2 separate regions of the Gossypium arboreum genome follow, and region 1 is linked to region 2. Evidence: chromatin contacts called from public Hi-C data. All regions are on one chromosome and are shown on one strand. Each heading gives the region's core, a stretch centred on a gene start, on an enhancer-like site or on the middle of the called end of the contact. The rest is flanking DNA. Distances are from core to core; before and after follow the strand shown. Region 1 holds the start of LOC108465406 (non-specific lipid-transfer protein). Region 2 holds the start of LOC108489154 (probable serine/threonine-protein kinase PBL1).

Region 1 (6,507 bases), core at 2,903-5,402, 420 kb before region 2:
GATAAAAACCACGGGCAAAAACAAATTTCACTATAATAAAGGAGAGTACAAAAGATGGAGGAGAGAATTAAAAGAAAACCCGAAGCCCTACAAGAAAAACTCTTCAAAACAAAGAATAAAATTCTCTCAATCTAAATAAATTTTTGTTATGTAAAACCTAGAGTAACTAAGGACTATTTATAGTTGAAATTTGTAGCATATATGACTACAACAACTCTAGCTTAATTAGAGTTTAAGTGGGAAAGTAGAAACAAAGTTTAACTAGGAGAAAAATAAATTTTGGTCAAAATAAGAGGCATTCTTCCACACCTTTCCAAATAACACCTTAAGAGAGTGTCACAAAGTTACCCAATGGAATAGCAAGATACAAAAGCTTAAGATACTCCAAAACAGCAAACAAAGTGAGACCACACTATTGCCTATTTGGCTGAGTCGGAATTGATGAAGAAAGAGTCACGTCGTGTCGCCGTGACATGGTGGGAATTTCGACTTTTCTTTAGTAATCGCAGCCACACCAATAATTGTTGACCCTTGCAAAACGTATAGGCTGCCCTTTTCCTCTCCCCTCATCATAAAAGAGCCTCGGAGAAACTTTTAAGTCATTTGACTCAATGACTATCCTGCAACCATTAGAATCCAAAATTCCCAATGAGATAAGATTTTTCTTTAAATCAGAAACATACCGACATATGAAAGTGTCGAATAATCATCATGCATCTTAATTTGTATTGTTCCAATTCCGGATATTTTACATGGGAGAGTTATTCCCCATCTGCACAACTCCACCTTCAACTTAACTATATGTAGAGAACCAGTCCCTGTTGGGATACATGTGATAGGAGCACTCTGAATCTAAGTTCCATTCTGAAGTAAGATGATAGCTTTCGCTCGTTGACACCAACAAGAAATTATCACATTTATCCTCAGCTACACTAGCATCAACAACGTCGGCTTTTTGCTTATCTTTCTTATCGTTTTCATCATCATTTTTTATATTATTTTGAAATTTCCAACATTCTGCCTTAATATGGCCCGCCTTTTTACAATAACCACAATATTTGTGATGATTTCTGGAGTTGGACCTTGCTTTAGACCTATTTTGATTTGTCTTTCTGGTTTATCATTTGCCTCTTACAACTAGAACTGAGGTTTGCCCGTATGATTTTTTGTTTGGGCCTAACTCATTATTGAGTTTATCCTTACTCAGAAGATTCCCCTTCACATCCTCGAACGAGTGATGGTATCTCCTATAAATCAAAGTTTCCCTGAAAGTTTTATAAGAAAAGGGCAAAGAGCATAACAATAACATAGCTTGATCCTTATCACTAATATCTGCTTCGAGATTCTATAAGTCTTTAAAAAGGGTAACAAACTCGCTAATATGAGTTTTGATGGACTCACTTTTAGCCATTCTGAATATGTAGAAATGTTGTTTTAATACTAACCTGTTGGCTAGAGATTTTGTCATATATAAGGTTTCTAGTTTCTTCCATAACATAAACGATGTTTTCTCCTTCAAAACCTTCTATAACACATTATTCGTGAGATATAATTGAATAATGGATAGAGTCTTTTCATCGAGCTCTTCCCATTCTGACTGATCCATATCTATGAGCTTTTTCCCGTAATGACCTTTTTCAGACCGTTCTAAACTAGTATTGTCGTCATTCAAACTTTCCACAAACTAAAATTTACAATTCTTCAAACTTCTCAATATCAAACCTTGACGTTGCCATCACTAAACGGGTTGACTGTAAAAATTAAACTAACTCTGATACCATTTTGTGGGGGAAAAACCCATTAAGCAATGAATAAAGTAAATAAAATAAGAATCAAAAAGATCGAACATGCAAATTTTGCATGGAAAATCTCCTTAAGAGAGGATAAAAACCACGGGCAAAAACAAATTTCACTATAATAAAGGAGAGTACAAAAGATGGAGGAGAGAATTAAAAGAAAACCCGAAGCCCTACAAGAAAAACTCTTCAAAACAAAGAATAAAATTCTCTCAATCTAAATAAATTTTTGTTATGTAAAACCTAGAGTAACTAAGGACTATTTATAGTTGAAATTTGTAGCATATATGACTACAACAACTCTAGCTTAATTAGAGTTTAAGTGGGAAAGTAGAAACAAAGTTTAACTAGGAGAAAAATAAATTTTGGTCAAAATAAGAGGCATTCTTCCACACCTTTCCAAATAACACCTTAAGAGAGTGTCACAAAGTTACCCAATGGAATAGCAAGATACAAAAGCTTAAGATACTCCAAAACAGCAAACAAAGTGAGACCACACTATTGCCTATTTATAGGCTGTCTACAAGTGATTATAAGATAGTGTTTTGATAAGCTTTAAACTCTCCTTTAAAAGTTGAAATTATCAAATTAATTATCTTGAATATTAATCACATAAAAGACTTCATAACCAAGTTTTCCAATAGCTTCAAACACTCTAAAAGGTAAGGATAAGGATAAGTGCCCACCAAATTTCGAACTCCTCTCCTTCCCAGGCTAATCAAATGGATGATAATCATATTCTAATTTACCATGAAATTCTCTTATCATTTGTTGTTAACTAATATTAGAACATAAGCCATTAAAAGTCAAACATGCCAACACCCAAAAATGTTGATTGCTCCAAAAAGCTTGTTCTAATTGTTGTTCAAACAAGTCAGTACAATTTCCAACAAAAATTAATAATAACTAAAAATATTAAAAATAAAAAATATATTTAATAAATGAAAATCAAATAAAACCTAATAAAAAGCTCAACCTTTTGTTAAAAAATCAAATAACTGATAATGTCTAGGATGAGGAGTTATACATTTAAATATATTGTATTATATTATTATGTCGTATATTAAATTAACATTTATAATCTTTTTTTTTAAGGAAAACCGTTAGTCTCATATTTTCGTCTTCTGTTTTTTTTTTCCGGTTAACAACAAAACTAGAAAATACTGCACTTACACATGTATATATGTTGACCATATCTAAGAAATATGTTACTGAATCATGTGAAATTCATTCCCTTGAGCCAAGAAAAAGGAACGTAAAATCATGTGAGTTCACGTGGCAATTAGGTAGAAATTAGACAACTTGTCTATGCTTCAATCATTATGAGGCAAACCAAGACAAGTTCAACTTTTTTTTTATCCTCTCACTGTGAAACCTTTTGCAGGAAGACTTAGGAACAATAGCTAAGCCTAAATCCTGCTAGAATCACAACATATTGTTTTGTTTATTAAAAAAAAAGGATGATATTGGTCTTTGATATGTAAAATTGATCTATACATGCATTGATGTTGAGCAATTTTTGTTTGAGGAGTTAACCGCTACATTATATAGAAGTAATTAACGTCTTGGGGATTTTTTATGCAAAAAATATATACATAAATTTATATGAAAAATACATGGTTAGAAAAAATTGTAAATAAAGCCTTGACATGGTAGGTAAAAGTGGAAGCTATAGGCTTTGAGTAACCATATTCAAGACCCACCGTACACAGTTGAATGTATGGGTTTTAAAGTCCTATTATTAATTGTTATGTGTTGGTTTTAGTTTGATTAATTATATTATAACTTACATTGTTTCTGTTTATAATTTATATTTTATGTAATAGATTGATTTTTGTCTTAATTTTTAGTCTATTTAAATGATATAATTGTTTAATTCTACACTTAATAGTTACTTTTACCTATATTTATATTTTAATTTTTCTGTATTTATAAACTTTAAAAAACATATATTTATATATAGAAAGTTTATGAATAAAATTTCTTTTTTCGAAAAACAATAGAAAGCATACGTATTTAGTATTTGGCAAAAATAAAGTGAGTAATGAAAGATTGAATTAAGGCAAACTATATTTGATAGCATCTTTGATTGGTAAAGCCACCAATATCAGAAAACCGGAAACACTAAGACTAATACGATGCATTAATCAGCGGAGTAGTTCAGCATTAGTGATGAAGATGAAAGTGGTAGATACAAACCTTTTTCAAAGCATTAAACACACTCAACCATAAGCTGAAACATGAAAAAGAAAGAAAGAAACCTTGGCATTGAATTGGGCCAACTACCAACGCCTAACCATATACTATTCGTACGTGTTTCTCAGTTCTTTTCATATCCCTTCACTCAACTTTTGGCTATAAAAACCCTCCTACGCTCAAGCCCTAACCACGACAATCAGCAATAGTACTTCTACTCCAAGCAAGCATTTTCCTTTTCTTGTGATTAATCGATATGGCTAGCTCAATGTCCCTTAAGCTTGCATGTGTGGTGGTGTTGTGCATGGTGGTGGGTGCACCCCTGGCTCAAGGGGCCGTAACCTGTGGTCAAGTCACAAGCTCCCTCGCACCCTGCATTAGTTACTTGAGAGGGACTGGTGCTGGTGCTATTCCCCCAGGTTGCTGCAGCGGCATCAAATCTCTCAACTCCGCCGCCCAAACAACACCAGACCGGCAAGCAGCTTGCAAATGCATCAAAAGTGCGGCCACCGGCATTCGTGGCATCAACTTTGGCCTTGCAAGCGGACTACCAGGCAAGTGCGGTGTCAACATCCCTTACAAGATCAGCCCTAGCACTGACTGCAACAGGTTCGTATGAGTTGTTTCATTGCTCATGCTTATTAATTGCTCAACATTTAATGGTGTGTCTTTTGTTGTTTCATTTGCAGCGTCAAGTGAAATTTTGGCATGGAATGTTCATCAGCTAGTGGAAGCCAAAATAATGATAGCTACAGAATAAAAATGGATGTCTAAAATCCATCCGTAGGGATAGCAGAGGAGTTATCCTAATTTTAGAGTTGTGCGTTGTGTACTAGGTCGCTTTTTGCGACTATGTAATACTATCTTTATCTACAAATTAATATCACTCATTATTTTGTGTTTCTTCTATATGATATTTATCTATATACCCTTCTCTCAAGCATTTTATATCAACATTCACGTGGTCTAATAATAATGAAAATCATGATTACTCAACCCTAAGTTTAATTAAATCAATTTATGCACCGGTTCTGTTCTTTAGTTGCATGTACCGGATGCAATTCCCATTGCAATCTGTTTTGTAATTGAAAGGTTATACAACTTGCTATATATATCGACATATTTTTAATTGAAAAATTTTGGGCTCATTCTTAATTTACTTTAAATCTTTAAAGTGGACTACTCCTTTGGAGACATTTCTTTTTAAATGAAAATATTAGAAATACAATTAAGAGAGATTATTCATCTGATCATGTTGAAACACGGATCAAAGTTCAAAGTTCATGATCATTACGCACAAAACGTCTTACGAAGATTAACTGATTAAACGAGATTTATTATTTGATCCACTTGAGCTTGCCTGACTAGTGGAACACATGGAAAAGTCTATCTACTTAAACCTTTGGAGGTTCAGTGAAACTCTCCAGTAAAATTAGAGTTATCAGAGTAATTAATGTAAAGCCTAAGGGATAAAAATGTATAGAGTTTAAATCTCATAGGACTCTCATCTTATAAATAAGCACTAATATCAGTCGTTGATATAATTTAATCTGTATCATTGGATCTAGGAGAGCTCTACTATAAATAGAGACCTCCTTCATTTGTAATCATCTCATTGTACTCATGAACAAAGCCAAAAATATTTTTTTGGGATAGAATTAAATTGTATATTTTTACAATAGTAAAAATATAATTTCACTATTTTAATAGTTATCTTTATAATTTTAAAGAATTAAATCAAATTTTTATGATGGGGAAAGTGAAATTTTACCATTATTAATTTTAAATTTTATAAATTATAAAGGGATATAAATGAATTTTTTTCTATTTTAGAAGGGAGGTCCCTGCCAGCCCTCTTAGTTTCACCACTAATTGTACTTCATTCCTTCTTGAGTTAAAGAATTTATTGAGAGTATTTACTCAAACACCTTGTATACATCGTTTTCTTATATCTTTTCAATTCTCTTATTGCTCTTTCATTTCAAGTTACTTCCACAATATTTTTTGCTAACATAGAGAATTTTTAGAAAAAATATCACTTTTCGAGGATTAGGTTGACTTAGACAAATTTAACGAAAAGAAATCACTTAAAACCACACGATTTATTTAAATTCTAATCCCATAACAGTAAAGTTTGATATTTGAGTAACTCAACATTTATGTTTCTAAATCAAAATAATGAGATTCACTCCTTACAATAAAATTTCTATGTTGCACCTAATTTACCATTCACAATATGATACTCATAATTAAGATTAATACAATACATGGGTTTGTCATAATGTAATCTGAAATAAGAAAGAAACATTTTTAAATAAATATAATTAGAATCTATTTTATTAGTTCTGAATTTTCAAAGTTTATATTAGTTTAAAACGGTTTTAATAATTCTTAGTTACATATCATTGATTAAACTTTTAAATTTAAATTCAATCGATTCATCTAATATAATTCTAACAACATTAATATATAATTTTTGTATTTTTATAAACACATAATTCTAAATATATAAATT
Region 2 (6,168 bases), core at 3,016-5,515:
TCCAAATAGCCCAAAATAAAAATTTAATGGCCCAACAAACTCAAAACTTAAATAGTGTATAGAAATCCTAACCCTACCTTGCGCGCTGTCGCTCCTCCCACGTCAGCGCCACACCCTAACCTCTGCCACTATCAATTGCGCCAACAACCCCTGCAAGAAAAAGAAGAAAAAACAATCAACAACAAGTATAAGAACAGTAGAAAAAATAGGAAAATAATATTGTAAATGGCTATAAAAGCCATAGAATAGATTGTATGAAAAACTTTCTTTTATTTATTTATTTATTTATAATAATCAGATTAAAAAAAACAACAGGGAAAAGAAATATAAAAACAATATTTCATAAAAGAAAGTAAAAGTAGTCTTTTATTTTTTTTTATTTTCTTCATTTGCACCTTTAACATTTCTGCTTTTACGGCTTTTTTCAATTTAGTCCTTTTTCTTTTTTAATTATTTTATTTCTTCTCTGTAACTTTAAATTGTTCATAATTTAGTCCTTGGATCAATATGGACCTGCTTAGGGGATGACATGTGTCTCAGGTTTTGGGATAATTTTTCGTTTGGTCCCTAGTTATTTTCGCGCATTTTATTTTGATCCTTAATTTTGTTTTCCTCTATTTATTTATTCATTTATTTATTTACAGTTTAGCCCCTTACTATTTATTTTATCCAGATTTACCCTTTTAATTTCATTTAAGTTACAATTATATCCTTTTATTCTTTTATTCATCTATCAACTTATTTATTTATTTATTTTCAACTTTTCATTAATTTTTACTGTTATTTATTTATTTATTTATTATTGCCTTGCTCTTTTATTTTAAAATTCGTATTGTTCATTTTGTACATTTTGTCATATTGTCATTATTACTTCATTATTTTTATTTTTATTTTATTATTTCTTTTATTTTTAATGCTTTCATGTCTTGTCTTTTTATTCCATTTATTTTTATTTTAAATAATCTTATCTATTTTGTTATTATGATTACATTATTATAGTAGCCATTTTATTTTATTTTACCAAACTACTATATTATTTATTTATACATGTTATTCTATTTTATCCTTGTTATTATCATTTTACTTACTTATATTATTAATATAATAATAACTACGCTGTGATTAGTACCATTATTATAAAATCGATATTATTATAAAATTGATGTTATTATTATTATAAAATTGGTATTCTCATTATTATTGTAGTTGCATTACCATCATCATTTCATATATTATATCACAACATATTTATTCATTTTGTAAAATAAATATACATATCATTTTTTAAAAAAAAGGTTATCTTCGTTTTGTATAACATATAAAATGTTCAAGAATCAGGTAATATTCATTATTTTGGAATTAGAAAAGTCGTGTTCTTAAGTTACGGAATATGGCTTCTTTCTAAAACCGAGATAATCGAATATCTACTTTAAAATAAATAAATAAATAAAATAAGGTTTTGGCGTTTGTTCTCGTTTTCGAGGATTTAAGACATTGTGTCCTAACTTACGGGACATGATCCTTTTTTTCTCAATTAATTTGAAATAAGTCCTTTTTGTGAAAATTACTTTAATTAGGTAATATCCTAATACAAAAAGGGATTGTGTTTTAAATTCTCTTCAAATTTTCAATTCTCGACACTAAGACATCAAGTAATCAACTAGGTACTAATTTTGGGCGTCACGAGAGTGCTAATCCTTTCTCGTGCATAAACGACTCCCGAACCCATTATCTAAATTTTTGTAGACAAAAAATAGTTGTTTTAGTAAATCAAACATTTGATTAAAATGATCGAATTACAAGGTGATTCTATCACACTTCATAAAAATGATTGGTGGCGACCCCATTTTTGTTTTCAAAATATAAGTCTATTTAAAAAAAAAGTTTCGACATATTTTATTATGATATATGTACTTTGAAAATGTCCAATATAGCACATAAACTATAAATATGGCACATAACTTAAATGGAGAAGATGATGTTTTTCCTTAGGTAAGTTTAATATTTACTTCTTTTATTAACCATATGTTTAATTATTTGATTTTTATGTTTTATTTAGTTTGTTGTGTAATCTTATATTACTCAAATGTACTTATGGTTTGGAAAAAATTTACGTGTCCAATTTTCATTAATTAATTTGATAATTCACTAACAATTTTAGCTCTAAATATCATAGTAAAACACATATTCATAGTTCTGGTTCCATATAGAACATTTTTAAAGTACATGTACCATAATAAAATATATATTGATAGTTTAAGTGCCATATTAAACATTTTAAAAATACAGATGAAATTCCTTGGCTTTCTCCCCGCACACCAAACACATGCAAACGCCATCACAATCTCATTTCAACAAAATCAAGCGAACTGCCAAACCATTGAAACCACAGGAGAGAGTTGCAGCATTGTTTCTCTCTGTGACCCAACCGCATATGCATCACACTCTATGTTGCCATAGGTACTGAATGACAATTAGGTTCTGATCTTTTTGGTGTTTCAACTACCATATATGATATTTATGCCTTCTTTGGACATTGGTATGAAAATGTAATCTTCTAATAAATTTTCAAATTTTAAGAAGATTTTAAATGTATCTCATATCAAACATATATTCATTCCACACTCACAATCTAATTTGAGTATTGTTGGGCAAATGTGGTGTTGTGTATATTATATACATATAAAACAAATTTTAAAATAAATATAATTATATACACTATTATTAATTTTTTTTGCTAAATGCTCAAATTAAGGCATAACTTTTTAGGGTTACTCATATAAAGGTCAAATATTTTAAAATGGTCATATAAAGGCTAAATCTCTATGAAAATACTCAAATAAAGGTTTTTTACGCACTAAACCTTAGTTTGTGGGAAAAATTAGATGGATGCTAATGTGTTTAAAATGGAACACATGACAACTGAATTATATATTACTCAAAAATAAAATAAAAGAAAATACAAAATATGAAAAAATATAAACTGTTTTAAAGCCTTTATTTGAACACTTTTGAAAAGGTTTGGTATTTATTTGACCATTTTTAAAAGTTTACCCTCATTCAAGCACATTTGAAAAGGTTCGGTTCTTATTGGAACAAAAGTTTGACCCACAATTTGAGCATTTAACCTAGGATAAACTACACCCAAGATCGCAAAACTATTAGTTACTTTACGTTTTTGGTCACAAACTTTAAAAAGTTACAAAATGGTCAGTGAGCTATCCAAAAGTTTTTATTTAAGTCATTGAGTTGTTAAGGTTTTTTTTTTTTTAAATCTGACTAGTGAACTTTAAGTGAAGATTTGACAATTAGTATGATAGATTAGTTAGTACTCATTGACAAGTGCAAGTTGATCTGACAATCAATGTCAAAAATCGGAGAAGAAAGCTGTTTGGATTTTGATTTGTATATTCGTGCCATTTAAAGTTGTTTCATAAAAAAAAACTAAATTGTAGAAAAAAAAAGAGAAGAAAAAGAGCTTTCAATTGGTGCAGACAGTCCAAACAAACTTAAATGAGAACTTTGAATAATTCAATGACCATTCTGTAACTTTTTAAAGTTAAATGACTAAAACACAAACTTACTAATAAATAGTTTTTTAAATAATAATTGTGAAATTTATAGCTTGGGAGAAGAGGATGAGGCATGGATCCAACCGGAAGCCAAATTGGGCTAATGTTAAAAAAATCCAAGAGTAGCAGTGAAAGCGGGCCCAGGTTCGACCCAGCAGGATTTTGTTTTGGGGCGCGTGTGCAGCCACCAGGTTAGGCAAAGCAAAGGACAAAGTGGTAGGGTCCCACATAGCCTTTATTTGTATTCAAAAGAAAAGATCTTTGAAACCCACAATGAATCGGACGGTCACAGTTGATAGTTAAATGCCTATCTTGAAAGGTCACTTTGACCACACCCCTCTTTTTTTTATCAATATAAAAAGGAACTAATTTTCTAAACTTTGACTGTCCAGTCACATCAATCGATGGGCTCCTTCGTTGAAAATCTAGCTGCTGCACTCTTCATTTTACCCTTTTACCCACCGTTCTTTCTACATTTTCCCTCCCTTACCTAACTAACATAATCTTATTTACTTTCGCTTTCATTCTCAAAACACTTCTTTTTTCAATGGTCAAACGAATGAGAATCCCACAACAAATATGCTTGGAAATTTTGTGGTAAAGAGAAGGATAAAAGTGTCAAAGTACAAAAATTGAGAAGGCGTGTATTTCTTGTTGAAAGAAATTTTAAAATAAAATATTAACTGTTAATTAACATCCGGGTTTTGGTTGGTTTGACCATTGCTGCTGTCTTTTTCTCTCTATTCAATTTAAAAAAAAAAAAGAATTTCTTCTTCCTAATAATAATAATAATATTCTACTCATCTTTTGCCTACTTTTTTTTTTCCTCTCAAAACCTCTATCACAGTGAACAACTTTTCTCTCCATTACCTTTCTTTGACTTGCAAAGTTGTTCTCCTCAAACTAACCAAACAAGGGATTCTGGGTTTTCAGCTTTCTCTGTTTTCCTACTCTCTTTCACCTTTGCATGACCTGCTTTCATAGGTTTGATTCTCACCCTTTTTTAATTTTTTTTCTGCTGAAAACCATTGAAATTTCGTTAATGATTTCTGGGTGTGTTTTGTTTGAAAGTTGTGTTTTCGCTAGAATTATTTCAATTCTTTTATATTAGTCATGCAGATAAGAATATTCTTAATAGTGGATTAGTGGATGTGCAATTTATGGTTTTTTTTTCCTATTTTCGGTTTTGGATTATTTTGGATCTGTGGTTGAATTTTGTAAACCCAGATGCTGGTTGACGAATTTTCTTCTTTTTTTTTTTTTAAATTATGTTTGCATAATTGTGTCTATGCTGATTTGGACCATGAAATGGTTTGCTGAACAAATGACTTTTTTCTTTTTGTTAAAAGAAAATGAACTTCCCCTGCAAATCTCTAGTTTGCATTGTGCATGTGTTTGGTGTTTCTTTTTTTTTTCCCCTCTCTTTTTATGCATCCATGGTGATAATTTATTACTAAATATGCACTTGAAAGTTATAACCGGCTCGTCAGCATATTCACTGAATTATTTTAGAGTTTATGGAATTTGATCTCTTGACCCATGTTGACGTTTGTTGTAATTGTTTATAAAAGATTTGAACTCTGGGCACCGGACACTTTTGTTTGAGCTAGGTTTTGCTAGGTGGGCTTTTATTCATCTGCCATATAATCTTTGCGATTACTAAATTGAAGATAAGGGAAGGGGTTTTTGTTTGGGGGAAGGAATTGATGTAAATTACAATGCGATCTTTGTGTAGATATCTGTTTGAACATGTTTTCTTACATATGATTTTATCTTAACCACTTTATGCAACTTTTATTCAATATATGCAGTCCTTCGTTTCATCATAATGAGACGTCCAATGGCTGGAATATTGTAGTTTAGGCAATGAAGATTTGAGATAATTAATATTGTTGGTGGTATGGATTGTTTATCTGATATTACAAGACAAAAATGATACCCCGGTCCTCTTTTGTCCTTTTTGCACCTTGTTCCTATGTTGCGATGAGTAGATTTTTGCATTATTTATGTTCTAGCCGATTCAAAGCTTCTGTTGATTTGTGTGCTTTCTTCTTTGTCCTCTTGCAGAAACATAAAAGTCCGAAATACGATTTAGGTTGTTTGTATATAAGATGGGGTGTTTTACAGTTTTGAGAAGCAACAAGAAAAAGCCCAAGCAGTCAGTTTTTGTAAAACACATTGCTCATAAAGAGCATATTCCTACCATGCTGCCTGAGCCCCAAATTCAGACCCGATCACTGCAATCTGCACCCCCAAGTTTTATAACCAGAGTAAAACCAATTCAATCTAATAACAAGGCAAGCTGCTATAGGACACGTGCATTATCTGCTCCATCAAGTCTTGATGCTGCCGAGCAAGATGAGCTTGCGTCAGTTGAATTTGAAGAACAAGAAGAGTCGAAGAGTCGTGTTGGTTTAGTCAAGGAACAGAAGTCATCAAGTCCACAGCCTCTTCCACTTCCATCTCCCCACAGTACTGCACTGAAGACAATGGGAAGTTTTAAAGCAGGGAATGTTAGTGGCCCTCTTTTTGCTTCGGGACCATTACCCCTGCCTCCCTCTGGAACACTACGTAACTTCGCCTATGAAGAAATTGC

What was found. Hi-C and Micro-C count contacts between places; a contact is called where the count stands out from the background.
Region 1: a Hi-C map of leaf shows a contact between it and region 2, with 4 times the contacts expected there. The contact joins the promoter of LOC108465406 here to the promoter of LOC108489154 in region 2. A contact is called at or near these places in 2 of 5 Hi-C or Micro-C datasets (both in leaf).

Annotation. Positions count from the first base shown.
Region 1 is chr10:29,799,430-29,805,936 of ASM2569848v2, reverse strand. It overlaps LOC108465406 (non-specific lipid-transfer protein), which reads left to right and starts at 4,152. Exons shown (of 2, transcript XM_017765760.2): 1 at 4,152-4,601; 2 at 4,682-4,901. The coding sequence starts at 4,249. The coding sequence ends at 4,691.
Region 2 is chr10:29,378,278-29,384,445 of ASM2569848v2, reverse strand. LOC108489154 (probable serine/threonine-protein kinase PBL1) reads left to right here and starts at 4,265. Exons shown (of 5, transcript XM_017793468.2): 1 at 4,265-4,556; 2 at 5,640-6,168. The coding sequence starts at 5,684.